3 separate regions of the Gossypium hirsutum genome follow, and all the other regions are linked to region 3. Evidence: chromatin contacts called from public Hi-C data. All regions are on one chromosome and are shown on one strand. The core of a region is the stretch at or near the end of the contact, and the rest is flanking DNA. Distances in the headings are between cores, read along the strand shown.

Region 1 (3,151 bases), core at 358-2,857, 310 kb before region 3:
AGTAGGAAGATCATGAATCCTTTCTTGTGAAAACTATTTTTGTCAAAATTTTACATGCATCTTTTTGTCTACTTGGCTACTGCATTTAGACCTGGCAATTCATTTTGTGTTTGTATTATTACATTCAAATTGTGTTTAATTTTTTATTACATTAATAATTTTTGTTAAATGGATTTTGACAAGGTCGTGTATTTGCATGTTTTTCGGGTTATTTTTATCGTAGAAATTGCAAGGAAGCCTAATGATAATGGTGGTAGCAGGCAATATAATCTTAATGACTTCAAATAGGGTCACCACCAATTTATTTGTATTTCGAATCTTGGAACCCTTCACCATAGAAAATATTAAAGACATGAAACTGGGTTTCATCATGCGCTAATGCAGGTTTTGAAGTGTTTTTTACTTGACATTCTACAGAGATTAAAGGAGAATTGAGTCACTTGAACATTGAGCTCTGAGGCAGATGCTTGTTCCTTAGCTCACATGTAACTTTGGGAAACACAGGCAACAAAGTACTGCAGGGGTTTGCAAATGTTGATTTTTAGCAAAAGGTAAATGATCTCTCCTCTCTTATTCTAAATCAGATTAACTATGAAACTTTAAAAAAAAAAAAAAACCTATATCCAGTACAGCTATTATGAAATATGACATACCGTCCAAAATTTTGGATACGAGATATATCTTCAAAGGTTCATTATTTGACTGTTTAGGGTCTGCACTAGAATTTCGGTACTCTGGGCAGCAACCTCATTTGATGGGGGATCTATCTATGAGGCCTATGGCAACCGGAATTGCCTCTCCTAACCTAAACTTTTTCTGAGGCCATGCTTTATGTTGCAGCAGATGAAAACCAAGCCCTTGAATTAAACCAGGGACATGCATTCAAGTAAACATCCATAAATCTGGTTCTTCCTAAAACCATAAATCTTTTACCATGAAGAACCGTCATCTCACTCCTAAATTCCCAATTTTCAACTCATGAATGGTATCTTACTCAAGACCACTCTAACTCCTAATTCAGCTTATCTGAAAAAGACTCACAGTTTCCTAGGGGCTCTGCTTCCACAACTACTAATAATTGCTGCATATAATAATTAGGGTTTTCTCTGGTTCTTATGCAACAACCATTCAAACACTTAAAATTGTTTCTAGAACTTAAACCAACAAATATAAAAGCAAAGCTACTAATAATAAAAACCCTGAAAATTGTACAAAAATTTTAGCTTTATTATTACAGCTATTAAAAAAGAGAAAAAACGCATAGATTTTGAAAAATAATCAGATGAGCTTGAAGGGGAGAGGCCAAGGGGTGGACCTGGGAACTTCGACCTTGTCTTTGATACGTTCAATCTTCTTCTCCTTCTTGGGTCTGGCGTTCCCGTACGATCCTTTGAATCTCTTCCCTTTCTTCGTCTTCTTGTCTCCTCGGCCGCAAAGGGTCGGTGCCCGCGGCGACGCCATTACTTCAATCGGCGAAGCCGATGATAGAGGAGGCCACTGCTTCATCACCACTCTCCTTGCTACAGTAACGCCATTTCCACGGCTATCTATCAGTAACGGAGGCAGACAATAGAAGCCTAGAAATAGAATCATTGGGCTTTATATTTTCTTTTGGGCTACTTTTTAACCAACCCTCTTTTCTATTTGGACCCATTTTACATTGCTTTCATTTAATCCACTTTTTTTGTACCCTCGCGGCCTCGCCTCGGTTATAATATATTTTACTTTATTTTTTTATTTTCAAAAATTAAAAAAAAAAAACTTTGTTTTAACTAAGTCTTTTTCATAACTTTGTTATGTAAAGCACGAAATTTTTGTATTTAATAATTAAAATTTATTAAATTAGTTCATATAAATTTTTAATAATTTTAATATTTTAAAAATAATTATTAATTTAAAAATTAAATTATTAGTATCACTTTTAAAAATATTATAATTGATATTAGAATCAATCAAAAATAATAATATTTATAAATAAAATATCTTTAAATTAAAAATTAAAATTAATCTAAGAAAGTAAAGTTTACATTTTTCAAAAAAAATATCAATTTTTCTTTTTTTCTTAATGAAAGCTATAAGAAAAAAAAAGTTCAACTTTCATTTTGAAAGTTGATAAAGCCTATTTATAGACTTATTGTTAGGTAATTAAAATTTAAAGGTAATTAGTTGATTGAGTCCTAGTTCAATTGATATGGGCATTGTTGCTAATGTAGGAGGACGTGGGTTCGAGTGCGCTAAAGCTCATTATCCTCCTATTTATGGGTCGGAGAGAAGTTATGGGTAGTTCTAGGCATTGTGTCAAAAAGAACAAATATGATCAAAACCTATAATGAGATTGTTTAAAAAAATTAAAGTTAATTATGAATTATAATTGTTAGCTTGATTGATCACTATAGGAATTTATCGAACGAACTACACTCCTTCATATACGTAAGGAGTCCATTGATGAGAAAGGGCTGGGGAAAGCTTGAACCCAATTCCTACAGTGATGAATATAAGCGCAACTGAAATTCCTGGGGAATTTTACATTTGTGTATTGATAAGACCATTCACTATTTCTTGAAGCTCGATCTCTCCCCCGGATGAACCATATAGCCAAGAGAAACCATGAACCAGAAAAGAAGAGTTTGCCCCACCCATGAGTAAATATTTCGTAGTAGCCTCATTAGACTGCACATCTTTCTTGGTATATCCAGATAATAGGTAGGAGCATAAATTGAAACATTCTGGAGCTACAAAGATAGTTATTAAATCGTTAGCACCGCATAAAAACATTCCTCCTAGAGTAGCTGTTAATACGAATAACAGAAACTCTGCTATAGCCATTTCTGTACATTTAATTTACTCTACGGATAGAGGAATACATAGAGTTGAACATAGTAAAATAAGAAATTGATAGATTTCGTTGAAATTGTTCGTTTGGAAATTTCCTGAAAAGCTAATCATAGGATTTGTAATAGCATAAGGAAAAAGGCTTAAATGACCAAAGTACTATTAGCAGAATTTTTTTTAGGTAGATGATTATTGTTATTGTTATTAAAATTTAACATGATTATTATTAAATATAATTTAATAAAAATAATAATAAATTTAATCATATTTTAATATAATTATTATAAAAAACAATTTAATAAAAATGATAATATATAAT
Region 2 (3,159 bases), core at 350-2,849, 290 kb before region 3:
ACAGCATTAACAACAGCTGAAGCATATTCCTGAAGGCCATAAGAAACAGAGAGATCAGAATTACCGGATTTTGACCCGTCGTAATCGATTCCAAGGCCGCCTCCAATGTCAATAACTTTCATGTCAGCACCAAGACGGGCTAATTCGGAATAGATTTGAGCAGCTTCGACGACACCAGCTTGAAGCAAAGCTGTTGAAGGGATTTGGGATCCAATATGGAAGTGTAGCAATTGCAGACAATCAAGCATCCCCGAATCCTGAAGCTTTTTAACAACCCTTAAAATCTGGATCGTTGTCAACCCGAACTTACCTTTCTCACCCGAGGTGGATCCGAAATGACCCGAGTGTTTGGTTCTCAGCTTGGCTCGGACTCCAATCACGGGTCGAACATAAAGTTTCTTGCTTATTTCAATAACCAAATCCACCTCCTCCTCTTCTTCAAGAACAATTACAGTGTTCAACGCGAGCTTCCTTGCTAGCAAGGCAAGGAAAATGTACTCAGCATCTTTGAAACCATTGCAGACCAATAACGCCTCTGGGTTTCCCTTGCAAAGGCAGCTCATGGCAAGGAGAAGTTCGGGTTTTGACCCGGCCTCAAGCCCGAAGCGGAAGGGCGCCCCGAATTTAACTATGTCTTGAACAACGAACCTATCTTGGTTACATTTCACGGGATAAACGCCTTGGTAATGAGACTCGTAGCCTTGGGCTTGGATGGCTGATTCAAAAGCCGATTGAAGAGACTCGAGCCGGTTTTTCAGCACATCGGGCACCCGAACAATGAGGGGAAGCTGTAAACCCAGCCCGCCCACAGATTTCGGATCCGAGACTTTCTTAACGATTTTCAGCAAATCGATTTCTTGGTGGGCCAGAGTGTCCGTTCCGTACGGACGAACGGTGATATTGCCGGCGTTATTGACGGAAAAGTAGGGGGCTCCCCATCCGTCGATGCGGTAGAGAGCGGAGGAGTGCGCTGGGGACCAATGGGTTGAGTTGGAATCAGCGGCGTCGGCCGTGGAGGCGGAAAAAGGGACCGCCGAGGGAAGGGAGCTGTCCCCAGCAATGAAAGCCGCGTAACCAGGAAGCGCTACGGCAGCAGCATCTACGCAGCAAGCCAGGGCCGGCATCCCTACAATGAATCTGAGACTAACTAAACGAAGATTCGAAAAAAAAAGGTTAAGATTTAATAGGTTTCAAAAGGTGGGAGCTTTAAAACCCGCCGAGGCCGAGGCCCCGGCTACTCCCTCAAAAGAAACAGTAGAGGACTCAATTACAACCGGAGCAAGACTTCCGTTTTACCCTAAACTTCAAAATCCCCACGCCGATCCCTTCAGAAGAATACTTTTAATAGATTTAAAGTTGGAATTTTTTTTTTTTATGTAAAGGAACAAAATTTATGCTGCGAAAATGGACTTCACCATGCAGATCTTGAAACGCAAAAAAAAAAAGAGTAAGAAAACAAGAAGTAAATGAGATTAGCGGAATGGGGAAGAAAAAAGATTTTCCCGGAAAATGAGGGAAAATCAGAGAAAAAAACAGGGAGGGCTTTGATATTATTATAGAAATAATATTCAAAGAATACGTTAGAACTGGTTGAGTGAGCGAGAATTGCTCGAGCAAAGATGCCTCCTTTATATAGGCGGTTTCACGGGCATACTTGGGCTACGGGGTTGGACTTCGGGTACCCGAACTTATATTTGATCAATTTCTCGCGTTTTTTCAATCTTACTCAAAACGAAAAAAATTGTAAATATTAAAAATTCGCTTTTTGGGGGTTTTTTTGGGCCGTTGATACAGAGATTCGTTTTGCAAACGGTTGATCTGCGTCGGGTTGCCGCGTGGCCTGAGCAATACGGGGTCCATATTTCATTTATGGAAGAAAAATAAAGGCAAATGGAACGATAAGGATGAATTTTATCGTAAAAACAAAAAATGTCGTACAAAGCTTGTCATTGTTTGGATTCCTATTAAACTTGACTCTCATTTTATTACTTTAGTTTAATTTGAATTTTTTTAATTGAAATAAAATTTGAATCGAATCGAGTAATATTATTAGAGTTAAATTAAAAAAATGTTAAATTAGTATCTTGTTATCATATAATTATTTCTATTTTAGAGCATATAAATTTAAAATCATATATATTAAAAAATTCTTTCAAAGTTAATAAGAGAAAAATAATACTTTAGTATAACTTAGATCATTAATTTACTTATTTAGATCCTCGAGATTATTGTTATTTCTGTTATATGTTTTTTAGATTTGTTTTAGAATTTTTATATTCTTAAAAAATATAAAAATTTTGAATTTTTATAAATATTTGGATTTTTAAAAATTATTTTGAAACTTTTTGTTATAAGAGATCAATATGTTCATTTTCAAAAGCAGGAATCAAAAGAGTACTTATACCAATTTATTATTTAAGTTATTCGATTTGTAAAATTTAACAAGAGTCAAAATCAAAACTCAAATTAATTATTTGAATTAACTTGAAAAATTAAATAAATTTAAATTTTTAAAAATAATTTAAATTTTTTGAATCAAATCAATATTGGTAAAACACTGTGATTTTATGTAATAGTGATTGGGTAGGTTTTTTTTTTTGTTTATTACGGTTTTTAGCGAATAAATTGTAATTTAAGAAAATAAAATTGGATCTCTTGATAGAGATATTCACGTGGATGTCACGTGGAACGCATTAATGGATAGTTCCTGAAACTACATTTATGGTCTGTTTCCTAGTTTTTTTTCATAAACAAGTTGTTGGAACTACATTTATATTTATTTGTAAAAGTGATGTTAATTGAATTATGTATTATAATTATCGATACTAAATCATCACAAATCTATAATATAGGTGAAAAGTCTATATGTAAAAAATTATAAAAATCGGATTCAGTTTGTTTCGTTACGGAAAATATTTTTAATCTTTTTTTATGTTTGTTTCATGTAAAATAAGATAGTCAACATAAAACTATCCCTTTAGTCCCGTAAAATATTTTACCAACTTTTTTTTAATAAAATATTTTCTAAACTGATAAGGTTCTGTTTACCAAAATGTCTTTGAACATTTTCCAATTGGCGTTAGCTACAAATTAACATAAAACATATAGCTCTATCAATCACCAATCAATTCACACTTAATTGTCAATTTACATAAATTT
Region 3 (3,202 bases), core at 450-2,949:
TAAAATGACTTATTTTTCTAGAAAAGCCATTACTTTTTGGTGTTTGAATGAATCTATGCAAAATATTTTATGTTATTTGGCAGATTTCCTAATAATATTTTATAAAAGTTGTTTCCAATAAAACAAATATACATTTGAAATTTTCTTATCTTTTCATTGTTTAATTGAGTTTATTTTATATTTATAAATTTATATTTTATATTGTTTTTTGTAAATTAAACACAACATAAATATATTTTTTATAAAATATTATAGTGCAATTTCCTTTTAATAGTTGAAATTTATTTTATAATAAGAAAATAATTTGTAATAATCAATGTCATATATAAACTTAATCATAAATAATGTTTAATTAAAACTTAATTTAAATTACATATATTACACATATGAGAGTACATATTGACACATTAGAGTTGTAAGGGATAAATGAAGCTAAGCATTATTTAAGCAAATACTCATATTTATATAATTAAAATATTCATATTCTTATACTAGGTTAAAATATGTCATAAGTCATTGTACTCTTCGTAAATTTGAAATTTAGTCCATGTACATTTATTTTTGGGTTAGTCCTACTTTTTAGATATCAAAATTCAAGTTCAGCTATTAGCATTATTAAAAATATTTTGTTAAATTCATGTTGTCATTTTTTAGTTACATGAATACCGAGTATTTATTATTTAAAAATATGACATCAACAAAGTTGCCAAAAAGATTTAACAAGGTTAACAATTAGACATGATTTTCAATTTGAAAGGTAGAGGGACTAAATTCTAAATTTGTAAAGAGTATATAGACTTATATCATATTTTAAGCTTTATACTACAAAATATTTATTATTAAAATATTATTTAATAATAATTTTAAATAATATTAAAATAAAATTGAAACATTAAATAATTTATTAAAACAATAAATAATTTATTATATGATTAGATATATATAATTAAATAGGTATGTTTAATAATATTGAAAAATATAATAGTAATGGATTTAATAGAAAGTACATAAGAGTTGGTGCGACAAAATTAACATTTTTTTTATTCAACTTATTCATAATGAAAACATAATTGTTGCATGTTCTTCTGACTTCTGTTCTCTATCTCTATGGTTTTAATTTATTGTTTAAAAGTAAGTAAATATTTTATAATAATTTTAAAATATATTTTTCATTAGCATTAAGATGATTCCAATTTATATACAATTATGAATAAAGATTAATACTATTTACTTTTAGGATATGATAATGTATAGGTAATTTTAAAAACATATTTATGTGTTTCTTTTTTAACATTTTACTTAATAATTGTAGGGCACTTATCAGACCTTTAACAACAATGTAGTAAATAATAATTAAATAATTGAAAAAGACACTGAAATTTTTAAAAAAAAAAAATCTGAATAGTACCTGCATTTACAAAAATTATAAATTATTTACGTTCACAATAGCAAAATACATTGATGCACCATATTTCATCAAAATGTGAAAATGTTAAATTAAATAATTTAATGAATCACATTCGATTGGAATATATTCCATTGAAACACATAGTAAAAGTGGAAAAATAAAATATGATTGCTAAATAAGCTGCGGATATAGAGGTCGGAATGAAATTGAAATGCAAACCCCCCTAAATGCAAATTCAAATGAAATTCCTTTTTCTTCTTTAATTTCACGCGTCGATTACGTGCATGTCATGAAATCCGTGTCCCCTTCATCGAAACCCCCACAAATTAAATTAAATTTCACAAGAAAATATTTCCTTTTTTTTCCCTTTATCAAGGTTTCTAGACCGAGAAACCCAAACCCAAATTTTCTAATATTTTAAATCATTTTTTTCCACTGTGAAATTAAGAGAGAGAAAGCGCCTGCCGCTAAATTCGGCGGAGATTTTGGTGGTGTTGCCACCTTGCTAACTTGCACCTCCGCTGCCCCATTTGTTTTTTTGCTAAATTACGCCGGACGGCCATTGTTTTTGCTCATTTCTTTCCCCTTGCTTTGACCTATAATTACAAGGTACTTAAGACATTACTTTTATATTCATTGTTCTAAATTCTGCGGATTCCACTGTATCTTTACCCCCCCCTTTTTTTTGTTTCTACTGTCAAATTCTCTCTATCTCACATTTTCTTTTTTTTTTTGCAGATTCTGGTGAGTTTGATTTGCTCATATTGTTGTTGTTTTTCTGTTTTGGAGTGAACTGGGTTAAGCTTTTAATTGTCCAAAGTTTTCATCTTTTTGAGTTTTTGTGTCATCATTGTTTGTAAGAAAGAAAAGAAGAAATTATGGGTGATGGTGAAGAAGGTAACACTGATGTGATGCAAAGGATTCAATCTTCATTTGGAACATCATCATCTTCAATCCCTAAGCAACCTTTATCGATGAATCATCTTGAGATACCTCAGTTGAATCCTAATCAAATCAGAGGAGCTGCTAGACATTTCTCTCATTTTGGCCAAAACTTTAACGGCGGTGCTGCTGCTGGTACCGGTGATGGTGCTACTAACAAAAGAGTTGGTATCCCTCCTTCACACCCCAACCAGATCCCACCCATTTCACCTTATTCGCAGATCCCCATGTCCCGCCCTTCAAACCAGCAAATGGGTTCTCAGAGTTTTAACTCGGGACCAACTCATTCGCGGTCTTTGTCTCAGCCTTCATCCTTCTTTTCACTCGATTCATTGCCCCCTTTAAGCCCTTCCCCGTTTCGTGATTCTTCATCCATGGCAGTCTCAGACCAAGTTTCCACCGATGTGTCGATGGATGAAAGGGATGCAGCTGCTTCACATTCTTTGTTGCCACCGTCGCCTTTTTCAAAGGCGAATTCTCCACGGCTTGGGGAAAGCTTGCCGCCGCGAAAATCGCATAGGCGCTCCAGTAGTGATATTCCGTTTGGGTTTAATACGATAATGCAATTTTCGCCGCCTCTTATTCCTTTAAGGGGTTCTAGTAAGCCAGCTCAGTTGGTGAAAAAGGAAACCAGTGATGGCAACGGTGAAGGAATGGGTGAGAGGAAATCAGAAGGGGAAGTTGTCGATGATTTGTTTTCGGCTTATATGAATTTGGATAACATGGATGCGTTGAATCCTTGCGACGGTAAGAACAATAATGGTAATGAGAATCATGAAGATTTGGATAGCAGAGCAAGTGGAACGAAGACGAATGGTGTTGATAGCAGTGATAACGAAGCTGAAAGCAGTG

The links. A called contact is a pair of places that touch in the nucleus more often than the background predicts.
Region 1: a Hi-C map of leaf shows a contact between it and region 3, with 4 times the contacts expected there. The contact joins the promoter of LOC107918756 here to the promoter of LOC107920064 in region 3. A contact is called at or near these places in 2 of 34 Hi-C or Micro-C datasets (both in leaf).
Region 2: a Hi-C map of leaf shows a contact between it and region 3, with 2.5 times the contacts expected there. The contact joins the promoter of LOC107919776 here to the promoter of LOC107920064 in region 3. A contact is called at or near these places in 2 of 34 Hi-C or Micro-C datasets (both in leaf).

Annotation. Positions count from the first base shown.
Region 1 is chrD13:24,114,883-24,118,033 of Gossypium_hirsutum_v2.1, forward strand. LOC107918756 (30S ribosomal protein S31, mitochondrial) reads right to left here and starts at 1,608. Exons shown (of 1, transcript XM_016848340.2): 1 at 1,171-1,608. The coding sequence starts at 1,593. The coding sequence ends at 1,279. LOC107918758 (NADH dehydrogenase [ubiquinone] 1 beta subcomplex subunit 9) reads left to right here. Exons shown (of 4, transcript XR_001690221.2): 3 at 418-551.
Region 2 is chrD13:24,132,728-24,135,886 of Gossypium_hirsutum_v2.1, forward strand. It overlaps LOC107919776 (arginine decarboxylase-like), which reads right to left and starts at 1,600. Exons shown (of 2, transcript NM_001327161.2): 1 at 1-1,600. The coding sequence starts at 1,124.
Region 3 is chrD13:24,424,562-24,427,763 of Gossypium_hirsutum_v2.1, forward strand. LOC107920064 (bZIP transcription factor 29) reads left to right here and starts at 1,700. Exons shown (of 5, transcript XM_016849572.2): 1 at 1,700-2,017; 2 at 2,147-3,202. The coding sequence starts at 2,287.